Linked DNA regions of Mus musculus: region 1 is linked to region 2. Evidence: chromatin contacts called from public Micro-C data. All regions are on one chromosome and are shown on one strand. The core of a region is the stretch at or near the end of the contact, and the rest is flanking DNA. Distances in the headings are between cores, read along the strand shown. Region 1 overlaps Psme4 (proteasome (prosome, macropain) activator subunit 4). Region 2 has its middle 20 kb from the start of Gm8098.

Region 1 (4,310 bases), core at 902-3,401, 550 kb before region 2:
ACATGTAGAAAGCCATCCGGTTAATTTAAGTTCAGACTTTAAAGATAAATTCTGAAACATGAACTGTCTTTCTAAGAAAAGAAAAGAGCCCTTGACTTCCTAATGTCTGTGCTCACATTAACTTTCTATTTTACTGATTTGGTAGCAACTGACTTCAGATTTAGATGTTGCAGAAATCCTGCTCTTTCTCCTAAGTAACTTCACTACACAAAGAAAGAAACCTTTCTAACATTAGAAACTGTTCCAAAAAGTAAGTCATTAAAGACTGCATAGCTAAGTGTTTCGTTCATTCTAAATGTAAGCACAGGAAGTTAATGATAACACTCCTGTAACTTGTTACCAACTCAAGGGTTTTAGAGTGTGATTTCATTCATATAAAAATCAATTCCAACCGATCTTCCACATAAGGCCTGTACCATGGAATTTATGCTCTTTATTCAGAAAAGGGTACAATCTCTCTAACCTGTGATATCTGTATAGTGACCTTTTGTGATTCTTGTAATCTCTCAAGATGAAGGGAACAATGTTTCTGTTTAAAAATAAAATAAAAGGTTAAGGCTAGATGCTAATAATTTTTAGAGGGAGTGAGTAATCACTACTTAAGTTCCAATTGTTGGGAATTTATAATACTAAACTGGTAACTCAAACTGTTCATGGTTTTAAAGTGATCTACAGAGTGATTAAGCTTTAGATGGAGTTTCTCACACCCCATTTTCTCTTAAAAATGGTAGTTCATTTACAAAAGGCAGCCATGGGTACACAATGCTTCAGGTTGAACCTAAGAGTCAGACAAATCTGAATTTGAAAATCAAGTCATTGTTCCTAAGAATATAGTATTACAGCTTAGTACTTTTTATCATGGCAAATACCTACCCTCTCATAAAGCTATTTTAAAATTAACTGAGATAATATATTGAAAGCTGTTGGGTAGCTCGGAATTATTTATTAGGCATCACAGCAAATATTAACAACTATTAATTCATGCTTTGCAAAAAGCATTGTACGTGCAACTTCACAGAAACAAAAACTTGTGCACCTTTTACTGCTACAGCAATTTTCCTGCCTATCAATCATGAATTTATGATTCAGGATATAATACCCAGATGAGAAATTTCTTTTCATCACCTTACTATTCTGTACAAAAGTGAATTCTTAAGCTCTTGTTCCAGTTTGAGCCTCATGTAAATTTTTCTCTACACTTCAATTTCCTCATGATGGCACTAATGCTCTCTGATTGTTCCAAGGCAGGACAAGAGAGTCAACCATTTCTGTTCCCAGTTACTAAAAAGTGAATTTCAAAGTCATGGAGGCTGTAACCTGACTCTCCTAGTTCTTTATAACTATCAAGATAAGATTAGCTTTTCTTTTATTTTAAAAAAATTTTAAAGAATCATTTATTTATTTTATGTGTATGAATGTTTTGTCTGCATGTATATGTGCATCACTACATGCCTGGTGACTATGGAAGTCAAAAGCTGGAGCTACATACAGATGGTTGTGAGTCACCATTGTAGGTACTAGGAATCAAATCCATGTCCTGTGGAAAAAGAGGCAGTGCTCTTAAACACTGAGTCATGCCCAAGATTCACTTGTAAACCCCCCCCAACACATGACACATTCAAAATAAAAATAATCCCAGAAATATTCATAGATTCAACTGAACTAAAATTTCTGTCAGACTAACTCTATTTGCTTTTTTTAACATATGAATTGGAAAACAACAATAATGGTGCATTCCTTCTTTCCCTGCCTTAAACTCCTAATTAAATAGTATTCTTTTTTCCCCTAACAATGTATTAAGTCAGTTTTACCTTCTTTCTAAATCTAAACAAACTCATCTTTAGCCAATCAAACATTTTTCATTACCCATCTTTCAAATCTCACACCACTCTGTTAAATGTCACTTTTACAGCCATTAAGATTACTTCATCAGTTACACAGAAGAGACACCATCATCACCATGGAGGCAATGGTAGCACTAACTTTTCATTAAAATTAAAGCATTTTTCTAAAATAAATGTTACTGTAATCACCCTTCCTCTCATGTAAATTTAGCATGATTACTTGAACAATCTGAACTATTCTATGTATGTCCCAGGCAGGGGACGGGATACCCAAGGAGGCCTGAAGAGGGCAGCAGATGCCCTAGAGCTGGAGTTACAGGTGCTAAAAGCCTAACTTGGATCTTCTGAAGAAACATATTCTTTTAATTGCTGAGCCCTTTCTCCTCATAATGTTCCTCAAATGCTGTTTTAGAAATCAATGCAATTCAGTGTTTACTGATGAAATAACTGGTGAAAATGACTTACTGACAGTTCATTGGGGGAATGACTTTCTTCATTTTATTAACTATTAAATTTTGGGTCCAGATCATTAATGAGTAATAAGAAACCCCAGAGTAGAATATGTTATTTCCATGTTGTAAACAGGTAAAGGTAAGAATAAAAGACTTATGTGATCATAAATTGCCCTTTGTAAACCAAGTGTATTGACACATGCAATTCCAGCCCTAGGGAAGCAGTAGCAGAGGAACTGTGAGTTTGAGGCCACTGAGCTATATATAGCAAGACCTGTAGTGGAAGGGGTTGATTCCCTAATTGGTTCTTGATTGTGTCAATAAAGGAGGGAAAAGTCACTTGCTGAATGAAGGGAAAAAAAGGTGGGATTTCCAGGTCCTAGGAGGAAGAGAAGGGACACAGAGAAAAAGGATTCAGACCAGGCTTTGGAGCAAGGGGGAAGCTACAGACATGTAGGTCTTGGGGCCCCTAGAGTTTGCAGTCTCCGCCTACACAATGAGTAGGGGCCAAGGAAGATGGAGGGAGCTAGTTTTAAAAAACGGCCAGCTGGCCCTTGCTGGAGCTGAGTGAGACCAGTGGTGACTGATCACAGAGCCTAGCCTGGAGAGTGGCAGGCAGAGCTCCTGGAAAGGCAGAAGTTTGATTTTTAAAAAATTGCACCCAAAAAGACCTGTCTCAAAAAACAAAAACAACAAAAGCAAATGACCCTTTGTTGAATCAATAGAGGAAGCCAGGCTAGGGTAGATATCAGTGGTACAACACTTACTTAGCAAGTCAAATCCCTGGGCTCAATTGCTAACAACCACAAATGGTAATGGGATAGAGATACACAGGTAATCAAAAACTAAGTACCAAGCCAGGTGTGGTGGCAGGACTGTTGGGAGCTGGAGGCCAGCCTAGGCTACACAACAAGACCCTAGTCCTTCCCCCTCAAAAAAAAAAAAAAAAAAAAAGTAAAAAAAAAAAAGTAAAGAAAGGAAAACAATTTTTTCCTACACGCATATACACTATGAAAAATAGTATGCATGGTAGCCTTAAAATATATAGAGGAAAAACACTTAAAAAGGAAAAATACTTAAAATGTCCTTTTACAAGAACATTAAGTTGTGACAAGACATGAATAGGAAACAGGAGTCAAAAATACAATTTTGTATTTTGTACTAAATTAAAAACTCTACTAGGTCAGGTGAGGTGGTGCATTCCTTTGTCCCAGTACCCAGGAGGCAGAGGCAGACATTTCTCTGAGTTCAAAGCCAGCCTGGTCTGCATAGTGAGTTCTAGTACAGACAGGACAACATGGAGGCCTTGTTTTAAAACAAACAAAAAACCTAAAAACTTCTTTCAATTACCAACAGTCTCAGTACTTGAAGTCTGAGATGGAAGGGAAGAGAAGGAAGAGAGGGTAAATGTTTTGATTATCTTTGCTCTAAACAGAACCAAGTTTTAAGGTAGAATGAAATACATGGCACTCTGGGGCTGGTGAGATGGCTCAGTGGGTAAGAGCATCCGACTGCTCTTCTGAAGGTCCAGAGTTCAAATCCCAGCAACCACATGGTGGCTCACAACCATCTGTAACGAGATCTGACTCCCTCTTCTGGAGTGTCTGAAGACAGCTACAGTATACTTACATATAATAAATAAATCTTTAAGAAAAAAAAAAAAAGAAATACATGGCACTCTAAGCAGTGGTTTCCATAAGAACAGAATACACCAGGCACACAGAATTGAAGAGCTGAAAGACAAACACTTAACAAATGAAGCACTTCTGATTTTAAAAAACCATCTAAAAATAGTACAAGAACAGGCTGTCAAATGACAAAGCTGTTTCAAATATGTCAAAATGCATCTAAGAAAGAACTAATATATCAAAGAACTAAAATATCAAATCTAAGAGAGCAAGTCATAAAATGGCTCCTTATAAGTGAAAGGATGTTAAGAAATAAAATGTTGGTAAGACCCAACAACCTTATTCTTGACTATAAAAGCTTGCAACATCACCATGCCAAAACAATG
Region 2 (4,707 bases), core at 1,086-3,585:
AGAGGATGGCAGGGTTTCTGTTATCTGTATTCTCAGTCAGCAACTCTTGCTGACAGATGTACAAAGTTAGACTACTTGGTCAAAACAAGGCATGAACCCAGCCCTTCAAGGAGAGCAGGCAGCAATAAACCTAAAGAAACTGGATATATGTGTGCTTTAGAAACTGCTAACAAGATGTGTCAATAATACGATGTAACTGAGCATTTCCCATTACGTTCCTTGAAACACTAGCTTTTCAGTATGTTAACATTCTCATATATAAAAAGGCTATTTCATTAGAAAATAATTGTGAGTGTGGGCTGAATAAAATGTAATGTTTCTTGAATGAAGGACTTTACAGAGACTGTTGCATTTTAACAGGAAGAGTCACATACAATGTTTCCTAAACTTACCTGACATTGGAATTATTGGTTATTTTACCATAGCCTATCCTAGGCATTAAGTTTATAAAATATATACAATAGTCTCTTCTCATATAAAGCACAAGTATTAGAAATATATTTTAATATTACTTGCCTTGGGAAGAAACTTTGGTTTTGCTGTTAGAACAGTTGACTGTTTGAAGAGACTAATTTGTTCTATTACAAAATAGACTCTAGACAGGGTTATTAAATTGTGGGAAGGCAAATATGGGTCAGTACATATTCATGTGTGTGCAGATACAGATGCACATGTGTGTATGTGCTTGTAGAGGCCAGAGGCTGATGTTAGGTTTCTTCCTAAACTGTTCCTTATTCTTTTCGGAGCTCACTGATATAGCTAGGCCAGCTGGTCAGCAGGCCCAAGGATCCCTAGCCCTGAAATTATAAATGCAAACGTCCATGCCTGCCTCTTAGGTGGGTGTCAGGGATCTGAATTCAAGGTCCTCATGCAGGCATGGCAAGTACTTTACCAACTGAGCCATTCCCCAGTCCCCATGTTAATGAAAACTTAGTCATAATTGGTTATGTCTGTATAGCCCCCCATTTGATGGTATTTCTGTTCTAAACTTACCATTGTCAGGAAAAAGGTAAACAAAATCATGACGACCATGATTATACTAGGAGAATTGGATTTAACACTTAGCCCAACACATAATTTAAATGCTTCTTCTTTTTTTTTTTTTTTTTTTTGTTCTCTCTGACTTTGTAACAACTTTTCTAGAAATTTTAAAATGAGGGTGCTGATTAGCTGGGAATACAACTTAAAATTGTCAAGAAGTTATTTCTCCACCAAGAAGTTTTGGATTTTATGTTTGTATAAATAAGAAATCTCAGTGGGAGTTTTCACTATGTGGCTATAAACCTCACGTAATAAAATTATATTTATAAGTAGTTCTGCCTGATTTGTAAATTTGCCTGAGCAAAACCAAGTAATCACCAACTCTGTAGACCTTTGACCTTGTGCCACCCCTCCCCCCTTTCCTTCTAACCATAAATTCAATATCTGCTAGAAATTATATACAATCTAGACTGAGAATTCAGGTGTTTTGCTTTGTTTTTTTCCCTTGAGAGTAGAGACGGAGGGTGGGCAATTGCTGTTTCTTGACCACAAGAACATCTTTAGCTCTCCCAGTTAACTCACCTTTCTTCCAAATTTTTTTCTTCCGTTTTCCATGGAAGTGTGAATATCTCATCTTCAAAGGCAGCAGAGGAAACCTTGAGAGCCACAGTTCCTAGTCTTGTCCTTTTTGTTGATTTTAGTATTGCAGGAAAAATGTGACACTCCACAAAATCCAGCATTAAAGAACATGTTTTACCTGACCTAGGCTAAAGTTTACAAGTGAAGGAAACACGTGAGAACACTCTTTTTTTTGCTACAGAACTGGTCAGAATCATGTTTTCCAGGGGAGGGGGGGGGTAGAATTTTGTTCAGTGAAAAAATTGTGTCTGCTGCTGTGTGTGTGTGTGCATGTGTCTGTCTGTCTGTCTGTCTATCTGTCTCTGTGTGTCTGTGTATGTATGCATTTGGAGACCAGAAGTCGACCTTAGGTGTCTTTCTTAATAGACTGTCCACTTTAATTTTTTAGGTAGGGTCTCATATTGAACCTGGAGCTCACTGACTGGCTAGGCTAACTGGCAAGGAACAGCTTCTGGGATCCTCATGCTGTTCTCCTCGCACAGTAATAATGGCACACAGGCTGCTGCACTGCACTCTTTATAGAGGTGCTGGGGATTGAATTCAGGCCTTCATGCCTGTACTTCAAGCACTTTGCTGATGGAGCCACTTTTCCAGCCCAGCTTGTTTGACTTTTGTTTCAGGGACTTATGTGTAACACAAGCTATCCTCAGACTCATAGGTCTCCTGCTTTGGCACCTTCACCCTGTGGTGTTGGCATCATCAGCATGACTAATGTAGGCATGTTGATGGAGAGTTATTTCCTCACTTTTAAGACCTTGGGATGAGGTTTCTTCATGACTGTCCTATGGATCAGCTGGAATATTAACTGTTAGGACGTTCTGTGGAAGACTAGCATTTTTCTCAGTGCAAGCTGCAGATCAAGGTCAAAAAAGAATTGTAGGGAAGACATAGAAGTGGAAATTCAAGGGGTAGGCATCATCCTGTAGATGTTAATCTGCCCATGCCATTGTATCAAGGAGAAAAGCTCAAGGCAGCTGAAGTCTCATAGCCTAACACAGTGTAAGGGCTACAAGTCAATGTCCTTCATCAATGGGAGGAGAGGCCCTTGGTCCTGTGAAGGCTCTATGCCCCAGTGTAGCAGAATGCCAGGGCCAGGAAGCAGGAGTGGGTGGGTTGGTGAGCAGGGGATGTGGGGAGGGGATAGGGGATGAGATTTTTGGAGGGGAAACTAGGAATAGGGTTAACATTTGAAATGTAAATAAAGAAAATATCCAATAAAAAAAAGTTAGTGTCCTATGACTGCTACAGTGCTGGCTCTGATAGGCATGTCCCTCGACTTGTTAGGGCCACTTGTGTTACGTTTTAAAATTAAATAGATGGGGTGAGCCTCCTAAGTGTGCTCATGTCTTCTGCTTCCATGCCATTAAGTCAGTGTTAATGGTTAAGCATTACTAACTGTGCCAAAACAATACCAAAGGCAAGAGAAGCCCAAGAGAATGGCATGGACAAATGGCTGAGCAATTGAAAGCACTGATTGCTCTTCCAGAGGAAGCCGAGTTCATTCCCAGCACTTCCCTGGCAGCCCACGTGTATGTGTATAATATACACACACATGTAACGCACATGCCCGCGTGCGTGTGTACACACACACACACACACACACACGCACGCACATCGGGGCGGGGGAGGAGAGCCCGTTATATCTGAAAGTTAAAGCACAAGCAGCATATGATGCTTTTATCTTACAGACAGTAACAGATAACTCTGGACTGGCTTTCCAGGCCAGGCTGAAGGGAGATGAAGGTCATTCCATATTAGGAAAGTGGCTAGTTAAGTTTTATGTTGATATAATGGGGGTGTTTATTACTTTTCAGCTCTGTGTTTGAGTGGAGACTGATGGGGGAATTGCCTCTGTCCAAAGGAGATAAGAAGGCAGCCCTGAGAAGTAGGACTCTTGAGAGCTGCCACTAATTGGGATCAGTTTAACATATAGGATGTGCTAGTGAAGACAGAGTGGACCCTGTACCCCTTGTAACCCACCTTGCTCAGTGGACAGCAAATATTAGAGAATTACAGTATTAGAGGAGTGTATCACAGCAGCTGTATTCTTACTGAAGCCACACTGGCCACTCTGCTTTGTGGTAAGGCCTTTAGTAGTAACTGTGTAACCAGCTGAATAACTAACATGGGGAACACTGGACCAGAACAGGTAAACTAAGACTGTCTTAGACAAACTATGTTGTGTGGACATCCTAGTTTCAACAAGTTGTCTGATCTTGGTGTCTTGGTGTTTCCACATCTTAAAACAAGCCTAATAACAGATAAAGTACAAAAAATACATGTAAAGTCCTCAGGATGTTCTTTGGCCTATTATAATACTTATTATTATTATAGTTGTATAATTTAGCCCCCCTCACCCTACACCACCTGCAGCAGTCAGAAGAGCTGGCCCTGGCCCAGCCATGGGGTGGCATGGGTATGGGGGTGATACCCTATTGCTTACCCCTTGTCACCTTCTGTAGTTGGGAGAGTTGGCCCTGAGGGCATGAGAGTAGAAAAGCAATCTCTGCTCCTCTATTGACTATACAATTCAGGAGAGCTTCCCTATACACTTGCCCAGGCAATACAGCAAAGGCAAGATGAGCCAACCCCAGGATGTGAGAGCAGGAGAGCTGGTCCAGCCCCTCACAGGCTACAGCAATGGACAGAGCAGCACAGTGGAGCTGACACTGGAGGCATGGGTGTGGGTGAGCCATCCTCGAGGACGTGATAGCAGGAAGGTTGCCCCTGCATCCTGCTGATGGCAACGTTGAGTGCCCTAGTCAGAGCAGTGCTGGAGAGTTTACTCTGGAGGTGTGGACGAGGGAGAGCCATGCACTAACCATCTCTGCTACTATGCAGGCCCAGATCCAGGGCTCTGAGATGACCCACTTCAAAATCTGTATCATCTACAGATGGTTTGGACATGTAAAAGGGCCAGTCCTGCTGATCCAAAGCTTCAGGATCTCCATGACAGGGAAACAACAGGATAACCAGCAGGAGTCCACATGAAGATCTAGGATTGATGGTGTCACAGAAGCCAGAGATCTTGAACCCGACCAATAACTCACTGTGATAGTGATGAACATTTGCAAGTGAAGATGTGTG

What was found. A called contact is a pair of places that touch in the nucleus more often than the background predicts.
Region 1: a Micro-C map of granulosa cells shows a contact between it and region 2, with 2.0 times the contacts expected there. The contact joins two enhancer-like sites. A contact is called at or near these places in 1 of 39 promoter capture datasets (the C10 cell line), 5 of 15 datasets of contacts at CTCF or cohesin (CD8 T cells, embryonic stem cells, large pre-B cells and 2 more), 62 of 484 Hi-C or Micro-C datasets (the AML12 cell line, B cells, the C10 cell line and 33 more), 3 of 115 datasets of contacts at active chromatin or transcription factors (astrocytes, embryonic stem cells and large pre-B cells) and 1 of 9 other capture datasets (embryonic stem cells).

The regions. Positions count from the first base shown.
Region 1 is chr11:30,797,517-30,801,826 of GRCm38.p6, reverse strand. The region is part of intron 3 of Psme4 (proteasome (prosome, macropain) activator subunit 4); the gene reads right to left. Among named protein-coding and RNA genes, the nearest start is that of Psme4, 28 kb to the right of the region's middle. Within about 2 kb of position 2,151, at least 10 of the 459 cell types and tissues checked have an H3K27ac peak or open chromatin away from gene starts, as enhancers often do. A contact at or near this core is called in the HL-1 cell line, granulosa cells and pancreatic cancer cells, where this site is marked.
Region 2 is chr11:30,244,914-30,249,620 of GRCm38.p6, reverse strand. It overlaps a transcript of Sptbn1 not described here. Among named protein-coding and RNA genes, the nearest start is that of Gm8098, 20 kb to the left of the region's middle. Within about 2 kb of position 2,335, at least 21 of the 459 cell types and tissues checked have an H3K27ac peak or open chromatin away from gene starts, as enhancers often do. A contact at or near this core is called in the HL-1 cell line, granulosa cells and pancreatic cancer cells, where this site is marked.